Regions from separate parts of the Anas platyrhynchos genome. Here region 1 is linked to region 2. A link is a contact called in public Hi-C data. All regions are on one chromosome and are shown on one strand. Each heading gives the region's core, a stretch centred on a gene start, on an enhancer-like site or on the middle of the called end of the contact. The rest is flanking DNA. Distances are from core to core; before and after follow the strand shown.

What was found. Hi-C and Micro-C count contacts between places; a contact is called where the count stands out from the background.
Region 1: a contact with region 2 is called in a Hi-C map of subcutaneous adipose tissue, with 2.3 times the contacts expected there. The contact joins the promoter of DHRS7B here to the enhancer-like site in region 2. A contact is called at or near these places in 5 of 8 Hi-C or Micro-C datasets (F5 follicle, liver, skeletal muscle and 2 more).

Annotation. Positions count from the first base shown.
Region 1 is chr15:16,792,447-16,795,146 of IASCAAS_PekinDuck_T2T, forward strand. DHRS7B (dehydrogenase/reductase 7B) reads right to left here and starts at 1,364. Exons shown (of 7, transcript XM_027469151.3): 1 at 1,216-1,364. The coding sequence starts at 1,235.
Region 2 is chr15:16,739,449-16,742,148 of IASCAAS_PekinDuck_T2T, forward strand. It overlaps MAP2K3 (mitogen-activated protein kinase kinase 3), which reads right to left. Exons shown (of 13, transcript XM_072023846.1): 5 at 433-546; 6 at 1-112. Among named protein-coding and RNA genes, the nearest start is that of MAP2K3, 18 kb to the right of the region's middle. Within about 2 kb of position 1,308, at least 1 of the 8 cell types and tissues checked has an H3K27ac peak or open chromatin away from gene starts, as enhancers often do. A contact at or near this core is called in subcutaneous adipose tissue, where this site is marked.

The sequences.
Region 1 (2,700 bases), core at 114-2,613, 53 kb after region 2:
CAGAACTGGACTGAGAGATGAGCTGCTCATCACACTCGGCAGCAGCACGTGGTATCTGCCAGGGAAATGGGCATTCCTTCAAGCAGACCACATTCGCTAAATCCTTTTCAAGCCGTGTTTGACAGGGAAGAAGAGTGAGCATTGCTTGCGTTTAACACCAGCTAAATGTTCTTGGTGATCCAACTGCTTCAGAAAGAAATTGACGTGAAATGTGTAGACTTTGAGGTCAGGGGACAAAGGAAGGCAGCATTGTCTATTCAATCAGTGATTTAATAGAAGCAAACAGGAAATTTGACAATTTCTCTGACTCACCAGGTCCCCAAACAATGGTAAGTGAAGGTTCAAAAAGCTCACTGAAGACCTAATGAGAAAAATAAAGTGACTACGCTCATTGAAACAGCTGAATTAACAAAATGCTTGTGTGCACTTACATTATCTGCTTTCACTCCAGACTTCATGAGCAGAAAATGATGTGCGAGATACCCTGAGGGCATTAGAAATCAGCAAAAGGCCTAAGAAGGAACTCAGTGCCTGGACAGAACTCCTCAGTAAAAGGTAATTGTTCAGAGAAGAAAGGGAGGAGGGGTTTGGGAGAAGGAATCCAAGACCCCAGCTGGATTTCTGAACAGAAATGATGGGAAGTGTGACGGTGAGGACTGCCCCAGGCAACAGGAGCAGGCGGACACCAGGTCTGTAAGTGGATGGCAACAAAGATCGGTCGTCTGGGGGCTGCTGAGGTGGGAAGGCTCAGTTATAACAGTCTGAATTAACTTCTTAAGGTGCAATTCGAAAACCCTGCTATCTCCCCGCTATCACTTGGAGCAGTGCCTGAGGAGACGATCCGCTGTGTTTTGGGAGTCGCTTAATGCCATTTATTTATGCTTTTACCCCAAAAAGATCTCAGTATAGCCCCTGGGATTATCAACGTAACCCCTCGGGATTATCAATACAACCCCCGGGATTACCAATACAACCCCTGGGATTGTCAATACACCCCCTTGGGATTATCAATACAACCCTTGGGATTACCAAAATAACCCCCGGGATTGTCAATACACCCCCTCAGGATTATCAATACACCTCCCTGGATTACCAATCCAACCCCTCAGGATTATCAATGTAACCCCCAAGATTACCAGCCCAGCCCCTCACGGCCCCCCCCCAGCCGCCCTTTGCCGCCCCCGTCCCCTCAGGGCCCCCCCGGCCGGGCCCTACCTGCCCGCCGCCGTCACCATGGCCACCGCCGGAAGTGCGGCGGGGGGAGGCGGGGCTTCCGGCGGCGCGCCCAATAGCAGGCCGCTTCTGCCGGAAGGCCTGGGAGCCGGCCCGCGGCGTTGCCCTTCGTGGGTCCGGCCGTGGGTTGGGTCCGGTCGGGAAACAGCGCCCCCGGTGGGAGGTTCCGGCCTCACTTTGTTCCGAGCTGGGCCTGCGGGTCTATTAGGGCAGTGGTTCAATTAATAATAATAATATTAATAATATTAATAATAAAACAATTAATAATTCAGCCTCCCAGAAGGATCCCTGAGGAGCCAGCTCGTTGCCAGCCCTGCTTGAAAGGGCAGGGGAGCTGCATACAGCGTACCCAGAGCTGGCAGTGCATGGCTACAGGGGCAGGGATGGCGAAATCCTGTGATAAAAGAGGAGGAGGTGGCGTTCTGCAGGGCCCTGATCGCGGTCCCGGAGTGTGGGCAGCAAGACCAGGGGCAGTGTGGTTCCCTGGTTCTTAAACGGGCTCCCCGCAGCAGTGCTCGCAGGCAGCACCCGCAGTCCAAGAGCTTTTCCCTTTGAGGTGAAATGGGGCTGAAGTGTTGCAGCCTCAGCTCCTGTAAAGGCCGTGGAGCTGATAACGGGCAACGGGGTGCTGCAGGGTTACAGCACAAATCCGAGCAGGCCTTTGGAAAACAAGGTTCCTGTGATGCCCAAATCCCAAAGCCTGGATGGACTCAGTGGTGTGAGGAGCTCCTGCACCAAGGGCTTCGTCCTGGCACAAGGAGCTTCTCTTCCTATTCCCTACAGCGTGCGTGAGCAGGAGATACATCTACAAAGGCATTATCCAGCGACAAAGGGAGTTAATCCCAGGTGTCTTTCCCTTTGAGCAGCAGTGAGGTGAGCAGTTGTGTTTGTGTGTTTTTTTATGACAGTTACTTGAAGCAGTTTACATATGGTAACGGCATTTTGTTCCTCTCTAATAAGGAAAACACACTGGGGCCGTGAGTTTGCATCAGTATGTTTGTTTGTCATTAGTAAGGGATCAATACTGAAGGAAAAAATAGAAAAGGATTCAAGATCTTCCTAAAAATCACATTCTGATAGGTCTGACAGTAACACGCTTTTCTGGCTTTAGGGCCAATGTGAATCAAAAGGAAAGAATCAATAATTATACTTATCCAAATTAAAATGAAAAACAAGAAGTTCATTTGTGTAATGGCAGCCTTACTGGAAGCTGCAGTCTGCTCGGTCTTCTGAAAATCAGAGCTAGAAAAAGCCCTTTCAGACCATCCTTCTCAGCAAAGCAGGACAGGATGAGCCAGAGCCTAATGCACTGACTTTCTCACAGGACCATGGCTGCCTGAGAGCTACATCCAAGCTCCTGTGGTAATTTACCTGGTATCTGACAGCCTATTTAATTTAATAGGGAACAGTCAGCGTCACAAGACTGCAGGTGCTGGCAAAGTTGATTGAAACCAAGTGTCCCGTGTT
Region 2 (2,700 bases), core at 58-2,557:
AGAGGGCTCCGTAGAAGGTGACGGTGTAGAAGCAGTCGACCGTCCTCATGGAGATATCCAAGTCCATCAACAGCCTCTTCTGCTCCTGCGTGTTCACAGTCGCTCGAATCCTCTGAGACAAACATATAACAAAGAGAAAAACAGGGGTTTAATGAAGGTGGAGTTTTGCAGCCAGTAGCACCCTCAGGAGATGCCCAGATTCCCTCTCCCAGGCAGCTCCTTAAGGGATGACACCACCTAAGCCCAGGGCTCCATACTTGGATTTCAAAACCTGCTTTGAAGGAGCCGCACCGAGCTGCACAGGGACACCGGAGGCTGCCAAAATCAGCATCCCTCTAACCTCCCGCACCTCTCTGCCCCCAGCAGAGCCTCTCTGCTGCCCTGGAGCTGCACGTCCCAACCTCCAGCCCTCTGGCAGGCAGCTGGGCTCACCTTCACGGCCATGATGGTGCCGCTCTGCGCGTGCCGGACTTTCTCCACCACTCCGTAAGCCCCACGGCCCAGCTCCGAAATCGTCACCAGGTCATCAGCTTCCACCTCAAAGTTCTACAGGGAGAGAAGTAAAAAAAAAAAAAGAAATCAGACATGGGTATGCTCATCACCAAAGGCAAAATTCCAAGCTTGCATCTCTTCTATGCAGAGCGCTCCCAAACGATGGTGCCTACAGGATTCCAGCAGCTCTAGGCACCAGGCTCGGAGGAGATGGATGCGTTTTTCACTCTGTTGAGCCCCAAACTCACCAGGGCTCACTGAATTCTCCCTCTGAAGCTAGAGATCAGGAGTTTCATCCTTTCAGCCAGGGCACACTATTTCTGTGGTGAACAACCCGCAGGGTTTCAGCAGCTCCCCTGCCAGCACGGGCAGCTATTGGGATTCAGGATTGGCACCAGATCCCAGTGCCCAGCGGGGCATCACTGCCTGCCCCCGTGTGACCACAAGCACACCCACGTGCCCGAGAGCACCCTGCTTGTGCAAAGCTGCTCTTAGACAGGGTGGCACACACCACAACCCAATTCCCAGCATTGGGCAGCTCAGGTTGTGCCTGCTTTCAGCACCTCGCCCCATCATCATAGCCAGCAAGGCACAGCATGAGCTAGCACCAAGAAAAGAGCTCAGGCAGTGCAGTGACATGAACTTCATTTCCAGCTGGAAAAAGACAAACCCCCAGTGTTCAGGCAGCAGGCAGCGAGCGAGGCTGTGCGCAACCCCCAGACAAGTTTCCCTAACCACGCGTTACCCTGTAATTGCCTGCGCCGCTGGGCAGGGCATAAACTGCTCGAGTGAGCCACGGGCTATTTTGGGAGGCTGCATTCATCGCTCCTAATAAGTTACAGACCTCCTTTCAACCAGGAGGAACTTCAGCCAGCCTGCGAGTCTTCCTCCGGTCCCGGGGAAGAAAAATAATACCAGGATGCCCAAGTGACCCAGCAGCCACAAAGGGTGGGAAAAGCGCACGCCACGTCGGAAACACCGCCCGCGAGCTACACCCCGGGCAGAAAGGAGGCAGAAAACGCTGCTGGGGGGCCAAAATGGGAGCTGGGGCTGCCGGGCTGGTGGCTAGCCAGCTCCCCCGCCACGCTGGCCACGGGGCGGCCGGCAGCAAGCAGCATTTATGCGAGCCAGATGTGGCTGGCAGGCGGCCGAGGCAGGGAGCAGGAGAGGTCTGGGGTTGAGCTCAGCGGTGAGATATGCGCTGCCTGGCACGGGAAGGTGCCAGCTCTGTCCCGGGCAGGACGGTGGGTACAGGGATGTGGGGACCCTACAATCTCCCCCCAGTATCCCGCTGGCCTGGGCAGAGGCATGGTACAGGCTCACTGCTCCTGCAGCAGCCTCCAGGAAGGATCTCGTGGTGCTTTTCAGGACACGCGTTGTGCAGTTGTTCCAGGTTATTGTTGTGGGCTTTTTTTTTCCTGGCATTTACCCACAGAAGCTGGCAGTTCCCAACACACTCCAGGAACCAGGACGGCCCTGCCCAGGGGCAGAGGCGATGCTCCAACACCATCAGCATCCCCCTTACAGCATCCCTCACCCCCTGCCCTGCAGAGACGCAGGACACCACCTGCACAGATCAGATGGACCTGAGCTCATCCTCCACCCCATCACCCAAACCTTCCTCCATCCTACATCGTGTCACTCCAGTGCCCAGATCAGACCCCTCCTGCAAACACCAGAGCAGGCAGAGCACAGCTGCTGAATCCCTTGGAGAAAGGCACGGCAGGGACAGCAGCCAGCACGGAGAGCTGTCCCCACGCTGCACCACGCTCCCAGCGCACACGCTGTGCCCAGGCTGCCACACGGAGCCTCTCTCCCCGAGCTATTAATACACAACAGCTAGAAAACAACAAGGGCTGTGGGGCTGTGCCCTGGATCTAACCCAAGCTGCCTCCTCAATCCCTTTCCCCTCTGTCCCAGCTCTCCCCAAACCCTAAAGCCTTGCACTGATGGTGCCCACGGAGCGAGCTGCTCAGCCTGGGAGGGAAGCAGCAAGGCGCAGGGCTGCTCAAGGCACCACCCCGAAATTTTTAGCTCACTCACAAACAGCCTTCTGCAGCCCCAGGAGAGCCCGTAACAAGAGGATGAAATAAAAGAGCAGCAGTGGCTGTTTCTAGCAGCTCTTTCTTTTTTTTTTTTTCTTTTTTTTTTTTTTTTTTTTAAGATCAGGTCTCTCAAATTGCAAGAAGCAAAAAGAAACCGCGCTAG